Regions from separate parts of the Callithrix jacchus genome. Here region 1 is linked to region 2. A link is a contact called in public Hi-C data. All regions are on one chromosome and are shown on one strand. Each heading gives the region's core, a stretch centred on a gene start, on an enhancer-like site or on the middle of the called end of the contact. The rest is flanking DNA. Distances are from core to core; before and after follow the strand shown.

Region 1 (4,149 bases), core at 1,014-3,513, 740 kb after region 2:
ATAACTTGTTAAGTTACCGTATAAGAGGCTATCAGATAAGCAGGAGGGTTTTTTGTTTTCCAAGTGATCTAGTCTGAAGAACATAAGGATCCACATTCACTTACCTGCAATGGAGCCAGGAACCTGTCTGCCCTGGGCTAAGGGCTTGACCCACAGGGTGCACTGGGAGGAGGGAGTGGGACACTAATGGTAAGGCCCAGGAGGAGCAAAAGGAATAGAAGGGACAGCCAAACCAAGACACGTATTGATAGGAAAAGAAAAGACAGTTTTGCACCATTCTTTGGACTTTGGTGGTGTTCACAAGAGTCTGAGAGAGAGATGATTGTTCTAGTAACAGACTTTATCTGCATGCCCTTCCTGATATTGCCAGCCATTATGAGAGGATCACATAGAGGATCTCATAGACCATTATGAGAGGAGTCTTCTGACTCCAGGTCCAATGCCATGTACTTAGTATTCTGCCATGAGGACCCTGGAAGAACTTTCCTGTAGTCCCACAAATTGTTCTGTCTTGGTAACCACCTCTAGGCGGGCCTGGAACCAGCCTTGCATAACATGCACTGCTGTGATACCTGGAGGCTGTTGGGGTTTGGGGCTACCTCGAACTAGGAGGGCCTGGCTTCTAGTAAGGCCACTGAGCTGCAACTTAAGGGTACAGGGTACTTATCACTCAGGAATAGACCAGGGTCATCTGGCCAGGACTCTGTCAATGAGCACCAATCTCCAAACCAAGAACAAAGCAACAAGGAGATATGAAAATAACACAAAACAACTGATTTGTTCTTGGTAACAATAGCCTGGGGAAAAGGGAAGAATCTCAGTGTGCATGCCATTTGGACTAACTGAGGTATCTTGGAATATATTTTGCAAACCATCATGTTATAACCAATTTTTATTGCTTAGAAAGAAAACTGTAATGGAAACAAGTTCTCCTTGAGTCAGGGCATAAAAATAATTTTATTCCAGCTTAACATAATGACCCTATTTATATTCAGGAGAGAAGGATAAGCAAAAGAGATCGATCATCAGAAAAGACTGGTAATCTATCACCTCTGTGAATGAGTTTGCCCCGAAGAAGCTGTGAAAAGGAGAGAGAGCCCTAGAACTCTGAACTATTGTTCCACAGAGCCAGGAAGTATATTTTTTTTAAGGAAAAATAAAAATGGTCTTATTAGAATCTGTGCTGCCACTTATCTGGTGAAGATGAATACTTCTCAGTACATGTTTGTTTACATAGGTAAAACATTACTGAAATATAATTCTACTTTTTATGAGGATGAAAATGATTTTTTTAAAAAGCAGTGAGAAAAAAACGCAGAACAAAATTCCATTTAATAAATAGGTACTAGGCATATACACTTTGCTCAGCAGTTGGGACCATTGTGTGCTGCCCTGTGCTGGACACTGTGAAGGGTCTCAGAGGCGCCGAAGGCATGGTCCCTTCAAAGAGGCTTATGATCTGGTCATGCAAATAAGCCATGTACAGGCAATCAGCAATGATCTGTAATCATGAATAAGAAATAGCGATTCCTCAGTGTGCCCATCCTAGCATCCCTTAAGAGGCTAGAAAAACCCTGATTCTTGGACTGTGGCCTCGGCTATTCTGACTTAGCAGGCGTGGGGTGGGACTAGAAATTCCTGTTATGAAATGCTGCTGTGATGATTCTGGTGCTCAGTTGGGTGGCTGGACAAATAACGGATTTGGAGTAAACTTGGATTCTGATTCTGGTTCTATGCACGAATAACAGTGTGGCTTTGATCATGCTGCTTAATTCCCCTGACTTTCAGCATTTTCTTCTGTATCATGGGAGGGTGTTGCTGCTGGTGAGAATAGGGGAATTGACAAAAAGCCCTTCAGTCTCTGTGTTGTTTATAAGTCACTAAAAAATTAAATGAACTTAAATTGTATATTAAAGAGTGAGGCCATTCTGTAGATATTATTTTGAATGTTTAGGCATCATTAGTAATCTCTTGTCCAAGAACCCCCAAATGTGTTCAGAAGTACATACCTGTGTCACTTCCTCCCTCACCCATTTTTATTTTCTCTTTATTTCCATCCCATTCCTGTACCTCTGGTCCCACATGTCTTGACCTCCTCAACTGCATGGAGCTTAGGATCCAGTTTATGGAGCTATTGAGGGCTATTTTGATACCAGGTATGAGCAAGCACCTGGGAACCCTGAAGGGTGAGAAACCTGAGGAGAGCCCAGACAAGGGGCTTGCTCCACGTACTGCCTCAAGAGAGCCTGAGAAGATCTTGTTGAGAAAAGCAGTGCTGCTCGGGGCTTTGCCTAAGGGAGTGGCTACACATTATACTCACCCCCACTTGATCCTACACACATCAATTACATCAGTCCTGTCATTCTGAGTGGGAGTTTCTGTCTGGAGTCTTCTTCTGAGGACATTTTCTAGACCTGTGATAGGAGAAGATGGACATTCCTGTGATAGGAGAAGACGGTCAGATGTTCTTTATTTGATCTAACTGTATTCATGACTTAGAAACTACTCTTCAGATTTAGTGGGATAAAAATGTAATCAACCATTATTAAAATATTCAATAGTCAGTCGAAATCAATGACAGTCATGCACCATGAACTGAGACAGGTGATTGATTTATTCCTCAGGAGCTGAGGAGCAAAACCAAGTGTTCAAGTGAGCAGAGATAGGCTGTTATGTAGCACAGCGCAACTCCTAAAACGGAGAAGAATAAAATGTGTTTCAAATTTAGCTGAGTTTTCTGTCTTTGCAAAAGAGTCAATTTGGAGAAAACTTGTGTTATCCTTGAATTTCCCTCACCACTTAAGGAAAATCAAAAAATGTCACATAATTGGTCAGAAAGAAATTCAAGGAAACATTTACCTCTGTTTAATTTCTTCTTTTACCCTTTTTTCCCCTTCAAGATTGGTATTGCCAATAACATAGCTGGGAATTCTTCTGTAGACATTTTCTTTTTGGCCAGCAATGTGGGGAGTAGGATGTGAAGGCAGATAAGAACAGAGAAAGCCGACATGGCATGAAATATAGAGCCCACCTGCAAGGTGGCAGTGTTTGAAGTTTTCTCAGATGGAGGCAGGCATAAGATAGTTCATGTCTTTCCAAATAGATAAAGAAAGAATGATCTGTGACAAATGCAGACCTGAATTTAGAGAGTCGTGATCTTAATTCTTCTTCATTTCTTGGCCTCATCTGTTCCCTTTTAAATTTTGAAACTTGATTTGTTTTTCATGCATGGCTCCCCAAAGAAATGAGTTGTAACAAGCTTATTTCATTAGGAACATTCTTGCTGAATGCGTAGTGCCGCTGCCACAGAGCATTTATTGTTTAATGAAGAAATGGAGCAGACCAACAATTGAAAACCAGTTAATAATTCAATTATGGCTTCTCCAATGCTAAAAATGTCTAATTTGTCATTCCAAAAAATGATTTTCAACATTGCCAGAATCAGACTAAATTAGAATTCTGCTCTGTGTCCCCTTCCCAAACCTAGCAAATTTCTTTAATATTCATAAGTCAGGGTCAACTTCTGAATTACTGTAAACTTATGTAGAGGCTCAAAAACAGTTTTTTTTATAGACTTGGAAAAACACTGATGAAAAAGACATGAAGCAGCCTTTGACATTGAATCTGGAACATTTTAAAAAAAACCTTTGGTAGAGATGTTAGAAAACCCAGGTTCTTTCCATATTACTTGGTAGAGTCACAAAAGAAATCTTTTAAAATTATTTTCCCACCAACTCGATACAACTCACTCTTCTTTTGAGCCTAGAACTTCATTTGACCCTCTTAGATTTTGCCTTGTGATTGTGCATTTGTGTTGTACCCTTTGTTTGACTCTCGTCTGGGCATCCCCAGCGTATTAGTATATTGCTCAATAACGTGAATTTGTTTAATTGAATCAAGCTAGAAAGAGTTTCCAGGCTGCCTGCATTGCCTCTGATTTGCAATTCGAGCAAAGTGGTGTTCACTCATAGGAGAGGAGGGACACCTGGTGGCAGTTGGGTACTTCAAGCAAAGGAGCTCCCTTTGAAAGAAGGCAAATGAGAAGATAGAGTCTATGTGGGATACTGAAGGGAGAGCAAATGGTGGCATCAGACAAAGGACAACTGGGAGCTGCAACTGGGGAAACATGGCCCCAAGCAGGCTAAGAAG
Region 2 (3,638 bases), core at 804-3,303:
TTGCAGGGCTGTGGCTGACATCTAGGTGCTGTCAGGGGGAAGAGCAGCATAGAGAGCTGGGTGCGGTCCCACCGTGGAGGTGGCTGCCTTCCACTGCTGCTCTCCACAACTGGGGACTGGAGCTGGGGCCACATGTTACAACCAGAAAGTTCTTGGGAGCGGTGGTTACCAGGTTCTGTAGTGGCATCCACCGCTCTACTGCTGCTGCTCCACCCAGGACGGCCCAGTGAGACTAATACGCTGCCCTCCTTTCTACTGGGAACTGTAACAACACGGACTTACTGTGCATCGGGCACTGTGCAGAGACTTGACATTAGCCTTCTCCTGCCTGTAAGAGCCATGGCTAGAAAAGATCAGTGTAACTGGCTTTGGAATCAGAAAGATCTGGGTTGGAGTTTCTCTTCAACATCTTGCTATGTGATCTCTGGCAAAGGCTTTTGACCTCTTGTCAAAAATTGCTAAAACAGGAACAAGAATGTGTACCTCACAGCCCTGATAGAATGATTAAATAAGATAAGGCAGTTACTATTAGCACTGGTCTGACACAGTAAGCACTGAAGGTCACACAGCTATAGTAATTAGGAGAGCTGGAATTCCAAGTCTTCTAACTCAAGGGCCTGAGTGGTTTTCTTTTAACATGTAGCAAATCGAGTAGTTTCAAGGAATCCCTCCATCTGGTTGCATTAGGACAATATTAATGTTTACCTTCTCAGCCTTGGCAATAGTGGTCAATACCATCAACACGCACTATTTTACTATGAGTGCTGCCAGGGAATCTGGGTCAAAGGAGAAGTAATGAACATATAGCACAACTCTACGTGAACAACTGTGATGAGAAAGTACTTGAGCATAAGCTCTGATCCTTACCACTTCACGCTTTTCCACTTCAAACCAGCGAGAAATGCCAGGTAAACTCTGCACCAAGTATAATGACGTTCTCTCCACCCAGAGACTCTACAAAACACAAAACAAATTAGGTCCTGCTTATTCCTGTCAGCCTTTTAGTCTTCATTCAAGCACTCACGAAACTACACAGTGAGATATTGCTGAAGCTTATTTTAATAATTCCACTGTATATCATCAAACTTTATTTCCAAGTGAACTAAATGGGCTCCTACTTCAAACAGCAAGCTTAAAAATACAAGAATACGCTATTATGTTATTTTCTTCACTATTTCTCCAAAATTCGAATGTAAACTCTCTTCACTCCTTAACATCTAGCCATTTATATCTAGAAGGGCCAGTCAGACAGTGTATAAGCCAGTTAATGTAAGATGAGAAGAACAGCGTCCTAAGGGAAGAAAAGACTTTAGGAACCAGATGGCAGGATCTGTCTTAAACATGAAGACACCAGGTCCCAAGGCAGCAATGTGACTTGCTCAAAAGCTACATTCTAACTACCAATAGAGCCACCACTAGAACCCAGCCACTAGGATCTCTGACTCTTCCACTCTTGCTAAATCTACTGTGCCACATTTTCTTGGGATTCTTTGGACTGCTGTTAATAGAGGCAAATCTGTACTAAAGCCAGGGTGAGCAACCCCAGGACATGTGAAACCACGCCGCCTTTGGTACAAGCTGCTGTTGATGACAGGCTTCTTTTTTGTCAACCAGGTTTTAGTATCTACGCCTCATCATTCTTATTTAAACCAAGCATATTCCCAAGAGGATAATACAATTTACAAAATTTCTGAAATAGTGCCAGTTACTCAAACCGCAACAAAAAAGGAAGAGTTTCTCTGGGCCAGCCAAGCTGTGCTGAGATGAATAGGGTAGGGATCCTGTGACAAGAGCTCGCAGTGTTCTGGTGGTGACAGGGAGGTAAGCAGATGAATAAGAGCTCAGAGTGAAGAGAAAGGGATGTTCAAAGCTCTGGGGGCCAACAGAGGAGGATGCAGGCACACACGCCAGCCTGGGGGAGGAGGACAGCAGTTCTCAGAGGGGGCGACACGTGAGCTGCATTCTGAGGAGTGAGTAGGAGTTTGCCAGGAGGAGAGAGGGGGTGGCAGCCCTGGCAGGAGAAGCGGCTTGCAAAAGGGCGTGGCAGGAGAGGAAGAGAGGAGGCTGAGAGGGAGGAGGGGTGAGTGGGTTGTGGCGGAGACGAGGCTTCTGGAGGGGCACTTTGGAGCCAGATTCTGAGGGCTATAAATCTGGGGTCAGGTTTATTATTATTGTATTTTTAGGGGGATTGCTGCACCACGGATACCCATTTAAAGTGACAGCCACAGGGAAATGTGGTGTGGTGAAAAAAAAAAAAGGAGTTGGAAAATGTGTTTTAGGATTGAAGCTACTGGTAATTAGAAGGTAACTTTCGACAAATCAGTTGCCTGATTTCAGTGGATTTTTGACTATGTTTTCACTAAAAGCAACTGCAAGGAGAACTGAGTCATAAACTAGCTATATCCTTAACTGATTTTGCAAGGCAAAAAGAAAAATGTAAGTTTCCAGAAAAAAAACAAGAAAATGATCACGCATCTTTTTAATGCTATGCCATTGCTGTCTTCCAGTGGCCCCCTTGCCTTGACGTTTAGCCATCCAATCTCCGCGCACAAGGGACTGCTCTACATTCAATCCCGTCTTAACTCTGAAAAGCTTCCCCTTCTGATCTCCTCTTGGTGGTGAATAATAATTCCTGGAAATACTTCTGGGAGTACTGGAAACTGACACAGGCAAAGCCGACCAAGTGAGCAAATATGAGACAATTGTGTTAGGAGCACATTTCCTAGCTTAAGTGGAGAACATCTGTGATGAAAAATGCTAAGCCAATTAATTCACTCACAAAAATAAGCTAATGTTGCCTTCTTTGTTCTGGTGTGAAATACTAACTGGAGGGTCTCAGTATGTCATTGTTTGCAAAGAAAGGAGCAGCCTCTATTTTATCTGCTGAACAGTCTTGCCCCTTTTCTGCAGTGGGGCTATGAGAAACCTTGTCCCTTTCTGGCTGAGAGGGTACTGAAGTAGGATGGCGTTTTGCAACTACTGAGAACAGAGAACTCAACACACACAAAGAACCCAAGATTTGCCTTTACCCAGAGTCCTGAGAAGTCTGAATTACACACTGTTCTAACAAGAACAAGCAGCAAAATATGGCACATAACTTACCCACTGTACCAGCAGTCTACCCAACTGTTCTCTCTTCAGGAACTCTTTTTCTCTGTTCATTAAGTATTCTTTATTCGTTGAACTTTATGCGAAAATAAACATCTTAAGGTTCCCACAACTAGTTGGACATAATGAATGACTGACTTCAACCATAAGTTCTCAAATACTGCTCTGAGAACCACCAGCATTAGAATTTTATTTTAGGACCTCCTCCCAGACCTACTGAGTCAGAATTCCTGAGCTGGGCACCAGAAATCTGCCTGGTTAGGGAGCACTCCATGTCACTGATACACAGTGGAGTTGCAGAACCAGTAGACTTAATGATTCATATAGTCCCTTCTGTTACTTGACACTAGTCTGGGTAAATATTTACCAAGGGTCACGCCCCAAGAGGTTCGCAGTCTATCTGAGGAGTTGGCATGTTATAAGAGTGGCATGGTACCTTGAATTCATTCTCTTTATCTTTTGTGCCTTTGTGAAAAGGTCTGTCATAGCGGAATTTCCAGATGTGATTCACTTTATAGAAACTTTTGATG

Evidence for each region. A called contact is a pair of places that touch in the nucleus more often than the background predicts.
Region 1: a contact with region 2 is called in a Hi-C map of skeletal muscle, with 7 times the contacts expected there. The contact joins two enhancer-like sites. A contact is called at or near these places in 3 of 3 Hi-C or Micro-C datasets (induced pluripotent stem cells and skeletal muscle).

What each region holds. Positions count from the first base shown.
Region 1 is chr11:83,025,713-83,029,861 of calJac240_pri, forward strand. No RefSeq gene overlaps it. Among named protein-coding and RNA genes, the nearest start is that of LSMEM1, 13 kb to the left of the region's middle. Within about 2 kb of position 2,264, at least 1 of the 16 cell types and tissues checked has an H3K27ac peak or open chromatin away from gene starts, as enhancers often do. A contact at or near this core is called in skeletal muscle, where this site is marked.
Region 2 is chr11:82,285,823-82,289,460 of calJac240_pri, forward strand. DOCK4 (dedicator of cytokinesis 4) reads right to left here. Exons shown (of 51, transcript XM_078343205.1): 40 at 3,545-3,638; 41 at 868-954. Among named protein-coding and RNA genes, the nearest start is that of IMMP2L, 180 kb to the left of the region's middle. Within about 2 kb of position 2,054, at least 5 of the 16 cell types and tissues checked have an H3K27ac peak or open chromatin away from gene starts, as enhancers often do. A contact at or near this core is called in skeletal muscle, where this site is marked.